Linked DNA regions of Mus musculus: region 1 is linked to region 2. Evidence: chromatin contacts called from public HiChIP or PLAC-seq data. All regions are on one chromosome and are shown on one strand. The core of a region is the stretch at or near the end of the contact, and the rest is flanking DNA. Distances in the headings are between cores, read along the strand shown. Region 1 overlaps Themis (thymocyte selection associated). Region 2 overlaps Ptprk (protein tyrosine phosphatase, receptor type, K).

Region 1 (2,844 bases), core at 155-2,654, 200 kb before region 2:
GTTGAGCTGGTGCCATCCTAGAGCCTTCACCCCCTAAGAACTAGTAGATTCTTAGTAGAGGACTTTTTTTTCCTTTGCACTCTACCAAAGGAAAATGATAAACTCAACTCTGCTGCAAACCTTTCAGTTAATAATAGTGTCCTACCTGCAAGGTATGCTAGTGCAATGGTGGCACAAAGACAGAGGGATAATGGTGTTTACAGAACCCATGAGTTATCAAATAAAAATCCCAAGGCAAGAGGCGACTTGTTGGTCAAGGATCTGAAGGTCCTAGAGGTCTCCCAAACAGTCTGAGATACTACCATTGTTCTTGACTGCCCACAAGAACTAGATGGTGAGACGCTGTCACTAATGGCACACACAGTTCCAGGACATAGAGAACTCAGGCTGGACCTGAACTTCATACTTCCACCTTACTGGCTGGCTTTCACAGGGCCCAAAGGTGCTAGGAAAGTTCCTGGGTGAGAAAAGTTGTCGTCAATCTGATCTAGATATGAATCTTATGAGTTAAGTAACCACCTGCCAGGCATGAAACACTCATGGGTATAATGGTGCTGTGACCATTATGGGGTAACCAATCACTTTTTGATTGATTGGCTCTGATGCCCTCTTCACTGGAAAGAATTCATGACTCATCCTGTCAACCTAGTCAAAAGCCCATGACTAGGCAGTTAATAGGTCCTAGATGGAACCTAGGACTGCTGATTTGCTAAAGGCACATGATGCCATATTTCTTTTTCAATATTTGTGCTTTTACACATACATTATTGCTGCTCTCTGCTTTGGTCAGAGAAGCCTCTCTTAGCATTTGTCAGGTGTTAGTGCATAAACTTACGTGACTATTGAATTCCAGACATATAAATCTTACATTTGCTACAAAAATCTTATAAAAATGTTTCTGCCTCTGAAAAGATAGACATTCATTACATTTTACTTTCCTCAGATATTCCAGAGCTGAAGCCAAAAAAGCTAACAACCTAGAAATGCCAAATGGGTACAACTAAAATATGTTCAAACTTCACATGCTTATATAATCTAGAAATGCCAAATGGGTACAGTTGAAATATGTTCAAGTTTCATTTGCTTATACAATCTTAGTCCTCAATATACTGAGTTAGAAAACCTTGAGTATAAGTACACCCTTAGTTAAGTATTAATAAAATGATGGGGGTCTGATCTTGGCAACATAACAATAGCTGTCTCTAAACAAAACAAAATCCTTATGAAAAGTCTCTTGGCTCTAGCTGAAAGATTAGGAAGCAATAAGTATACAATGGCCATACTACTTACTGCAGCCAAATGTCATAGAAAACTGGCTGTGTTTCATACATCAACAAAGAGGAGTAGATACGCTGGGTACCTTCTAATTCAAGACCTGCACACTGTCTCACTCCTGAGGTTTGCTCAGATTGTATCAGAAAGAGTAAAGTTCAGCACTGGGACTTCCATCTTACTAAGGCACTACTAATTTCCACAACCCTGTGTGAAAACCACAATGAGATCTTGGACTCTCATTCCCACCATAAAGCATTCAACTATTCCTCCTCCCTCCACTGGGGTGATGTCTGGTGAAAAAGCAGGAATTTTGTCAGCAAAGCATCTATGTACCAAACAGTGCAAGTACAGGCTTTCATAGACCAAAAATACTGTACTCTAAAGATCCTAGGGTAGTGTTTGTGAAGTACCAGGGGTCCCATCTGTTATCTCTCCCTAAGGTGTCCCAGGAAGCTTGCTCCAACTATAATAGTACCAAAAAATTCAAAAAAGAAGTCTTGGAAAAGATATGCCAAACAAACATTTCTCAAAGAAAGTAGAAATTTATATATGTTAAAGTAAACTTTGCAGCAGAAATATCTAATACAGACAAAGGAATAAAAAGAACAGGATGGTAAGTGAGTCGTTTTACTAAGGAGATATTATGGTGCTCGGAATGTACTTACCAAACCACAGAGGCCAAAAACTCCCCGTGATAACTGAGAGGAGAAAACAGAAGTCACGGCTGCACCTGGAAACTACATCAACCCCTCTCAACAACCGATCAAAGTGCTAGACAGGTTATCAGTTGAATCACAGAGTTACTCAGCAATGCTGTCAACTACAGAATCCAATGTCCACAGAAATAACCCTTTGCCTAATGACAGAAAAATGCAGTGTTCAACTGCTCACAAAACCACAGTGGAATAAACTGTGTCTTACGAAAAAGGCATGGGTGTGGGGATAGTGAAGAGATGGCTCATCAGTTGAGAGCATTGGTTGCTCTTCCAGAGGATCAGGGTCTGTGACTCCAGTTCAAGGGATCTGATGCTCTTTTCTGGACTCCACAGGCACAGGACATGCAAGTGGTGATCAGGCATACAGATAGACAGAGTGCCCATAAAATACAATAAAATAAACTTACAATTTAAAAAGATTCATCAAAAGCTTAAAAGAATTGTGTCAGAATAGTCTATGATGACAAATTAAACCAAATTACAAAAAGGTAATAGGAAATTCCCTTTACACTTAAAAACCAGACAACATACAGCCAAGTGATGTACTGAAATCAATGCCAATGGAAATACCGTATGTCAAACCTTGTGCGACACAACTGAGTTAAAAGCGAAGGCTTTAGCACTGGTGACTTATTTTAGAAGTTCAAGGCCTCAGAGCAGTAAGCCCCTAGCTTGAGGACATTTGAAAATAAACAATAGAAAAAAGAATCACTGAAGTAAATAAAAGATAGAAAACTGCAACAAAAAAGGTGAAGAAGAGCTCATCACAGAAGGGGAGGATGAAATGAGACCGTGTTATCGTAACTATAAATGAACAAAGTTTATATACAACTGACTTACACAATTCTACCAT
Region 2 (3,001 bases), core at 448-2,947:
AATTCTATTCCTATGTTTGTTGATAGAGAAACCCTTAGTTTCATAAAGAATAAGAACAGTGTTCCTACATTTATGTTAAGATTCTGACCCTATTTTTATAATGTTAATTACATGGTAATTAACATTATAAAAGAGTTTATCAATACTATGAATCAAGTCAAGCACATTATCTGAACTGAGGAATCTTACTACATCCATTGTTAAAAGCCAGAATCCACTAATCTTTAGTTTTAGAATGGCCTCTAATTACTTAATTTGAAAAAGTTTTCAACCAATTAGTCTATGCCCATTCTCATTTTGCTATTTAAATACATTTATGGCATAAGAAAGAAGAGTGAAGATGCTGGAGTTATCTCTACTCATTCATGGCAAGAATATGCAGCTAGAATGAAGTATTGATTAATAGGAACTCTCAGACACAAACTGCCTACCTGTATCTGATCAGGCAGTAGACCATGCAAACAGCATTTTCTCTAATAGTAAATATAAATATATATCTGAGTTCCAGCTAGGGTAGTGCTAGGAAGAGAGCAAAGAAGCCCTTTAAAGTTCAGGGCCTTTCCTCTTCCATGAGAAATACATTTTTTTGGGAGGGAGGGGATGAAAGTCTACTTACGAAGGAACCATATACATCCTTGTTATGTGATTTAAGAAAATAACATTAAATGAAGAATATTCCTGGCATATAGAGGTTATTGGGAGAACTGACTTTAGCAAAAGAAAAATCAGCAATATCCCTTTTTAACTTTCTAGTTCGAGTTTTGTAATTAATGTTCAGAGTTCTTATGTTCAGCTGCAGATAATATTTTAATACATAAAAATGAAGTCAGAGAGGTTCACATCAGCAAAACATATTTTTGTGCTGCTAAGGAACACTCATTCATACAATGTTTAATGGAATTTTAATCTTTTACCACAATGGCTCCATAGAACGTCAAAGTAATAAGATATTTCCTTTAGAGTTTCTGCTTAAATACATCAAACCATTTAGTTCTTGTTAAGACATTGACTACTGTCTTCATCCTGGGAACCAACAAAGTTATAGAATCGCAGTGACCAAGTTGAAGCATTTTAGCTAAACTGTCTTATTTATGTATGTAAATCGATATTTGAATGAAGAGATCATGTACTATCACTTATTCTAGCCACAGGTCATCCAAAGAAAACGTACATTAAACTTAATATGTATCAGTTTACAAACTCTTGTTAACCAGACTCACACAGCTTTCGAGATATTTCGTGAACTAGAATGTGACATATAAATGCACATGTCAAGAAACACAAAACAACCTCTGCTACATATGCAACTTGTTACATACCCATGCTTGGCTACTTTTCAGAAATGCAGGCAGTGCTGTAACCAGTTTGATTAAATATTAAAGCAGAACTATATACCTCAGATTTAAATTTAATTATCAATTGAACAAATATTTGTCGTACATAATAAGACTTTCATCTTGTACTTGTCCCTGGAATATAGTGATATATGAGACTCTTGAGTCACAGAATTCATCTTGATTAAGTATTTAAGTTAAAAAAAACCAAGCAAATACACATTGTCTAACTGTATTCAACATGGAAAACTAGAATATCTTAAAACAGATACATCTGGACTTGAAAAGACTCCTGCTCTTCTCAGCAAACTTGACTTATCTATGAAGGGCATTTGGGAAGCAGGGACCCACCTTCTTAGTACTTGTAGCTGGGGGTGTAGAGGTGAAGACAGGGGTAGGGTCTGAGGAATGTAGAGGTGGGACACAGGATGACCCCATAGGGATGTCACGTAGATTACAATGGAGTGTTTTCTAACTTTCTGGTCATCCCAGCCAACCCTGGCTCGGTTGTCCTTTTGTTGACACTATTTGAGAAGTGAAATGATTTTGTTTCCCTGAGCATCAGGGGCAGTCTCCCACGTGCCAAAGATCTGCCTATGGACTCAGCATTGTTCCTACGCACACTTATACAGTTCTCATCACTTTATTACCTTTCTCTAAAAAAAAAAAATCAAGAAATCTACTAATGAACCTATGTATACATGCATAACCGCAAAGCCCACACATCTCATACATGTATATGGCTTAGACAGTCATTAACAAAAGTGCACACTTGTTTAACTAGTCAGTCCTTTACTGGAAAGTTTCTTTGTACCCCTTGATAGGATGTGCAGTTAATGAAATTTTGATCATCAAATAGGTCTTCAAGATGCTTTGTCTGAAAATTTTTATCTTCATGCTGAAAATTTTCAGACAAAAGGCAACCATAATGATAAGGTACTTTTTTACTGTGCACTGAGGCAATAAGACAGTGTCACTTTACTAAGTGTGATATTCTATCTTCAATTTACCTTTACTTTCCTATTCATGTTTTTTCCATAACTGCATACAATGGTTTACGTGGTTCAAAAGCAAGGTTAAAAACCTGTTCACCTAGGGCCGGGACACTGTGATATTCTAGATTTAAAGCAGTGACAGAAACCACAGAGGCTCTTACATGAGCTTCTAAAGAGGTCTGTTAGTAAGATACTGATGCACTGTATAACTAAGGTATAAAAACAGTGCTTAACATAAGTAATAGCTTCAATATTCTAGGGCTTGTTCAAAGAGCATTGTGTGTGTAACAGCCTCTTCATCTGCAGCGGATATGTTTCAAGAGCCCCAATAGATGACTAAAATCACAGATAATATTAGATTCTGCAAATACTACTTCTTCTACATGTATATGATTATGATAAAGTATAATATAAATTAGATATAAGATATTGTGAATTATAATAAGGCACAACAATTATAGAAATACACTATAATACCTGCCAGAGTAAATCCATTTGTACTTTGAAGTCATTATTAAATAAACTAGGTGTTCATGAATACAAGCAGAGCAACACAGCAACATGTGATCTAGTACCAAGGTGGTTTGTAAGTTATATGACAGGTGTTTAGTGTATTCACCATAAAAGCTGTGGACATAGGGGTGGCTCGGGTCCTGGGCAGAGTGAAGCAAG

The links. HiChIP or PLAC-seq counts read pairs in DNA pulled down with a chosen protein or histone mark.
Region 1: a contact with region 2 is called in an H3K27ac HiChIP or PLAC-seq map of T-cell acute lymphoblastic leukemia, with 4 times the contacts expected there. The contact joins two enhancer-like sites. A contact is called at or near these places in 1 of 15 datasets of contacts at CTCF or cohesin (CD8 T cells), 3 of 484 Hi-C or Micro-C datasets (Th1 cells and cerebral cortex), 3 of 115 datasets of contacts at active chromatin or transcription factors (CD8 T cells and T-cell acute lymphoblastic leukemia) and 1 of 9 other capture datasets (embryonic stem cells).

What each region holds. Positions count from the first base shown.
Region 1 is chr10:28,694,406-28,697,249 of GRCm38.p6, reverse strand. The region is part of intron 1 of Themis (thymocyte selection associated); the gene reads right to left. Among named protein-coding and RNA genes, the nearest start is that of Themis, 27 kb to the right of the region's middle. Within about 2 kb of position 1,404, at least 32 of the 459 cell types and tissues checked have an H3K27ac peak or open chromatin away from gene starts, as enhancers often do. A contact at or near this core is called in T-cell acute lymphoblastic leukemia, where this site is marked.
Region 2 is chr10:28,498,932-28,501,932 of GRCm38.p6, reverse strand. The region is part of intron 13 of Ptprk (protein tyrosine phosphatase, receptor type, K); the gene reads right to left. Among named protein-coding and RNA genes, the nearest start is that of Themis, 170 kb to the left of the region's middle. Within about 2 kb of position 1,697, at least 3 of the 459 cell types and tissues checked have an H3K27ac peak or open chromatin away from gene starts, as enhancers often do. A contact at or near this core is called in T-cell acute lymphoblastic leukemia, where this site is marked.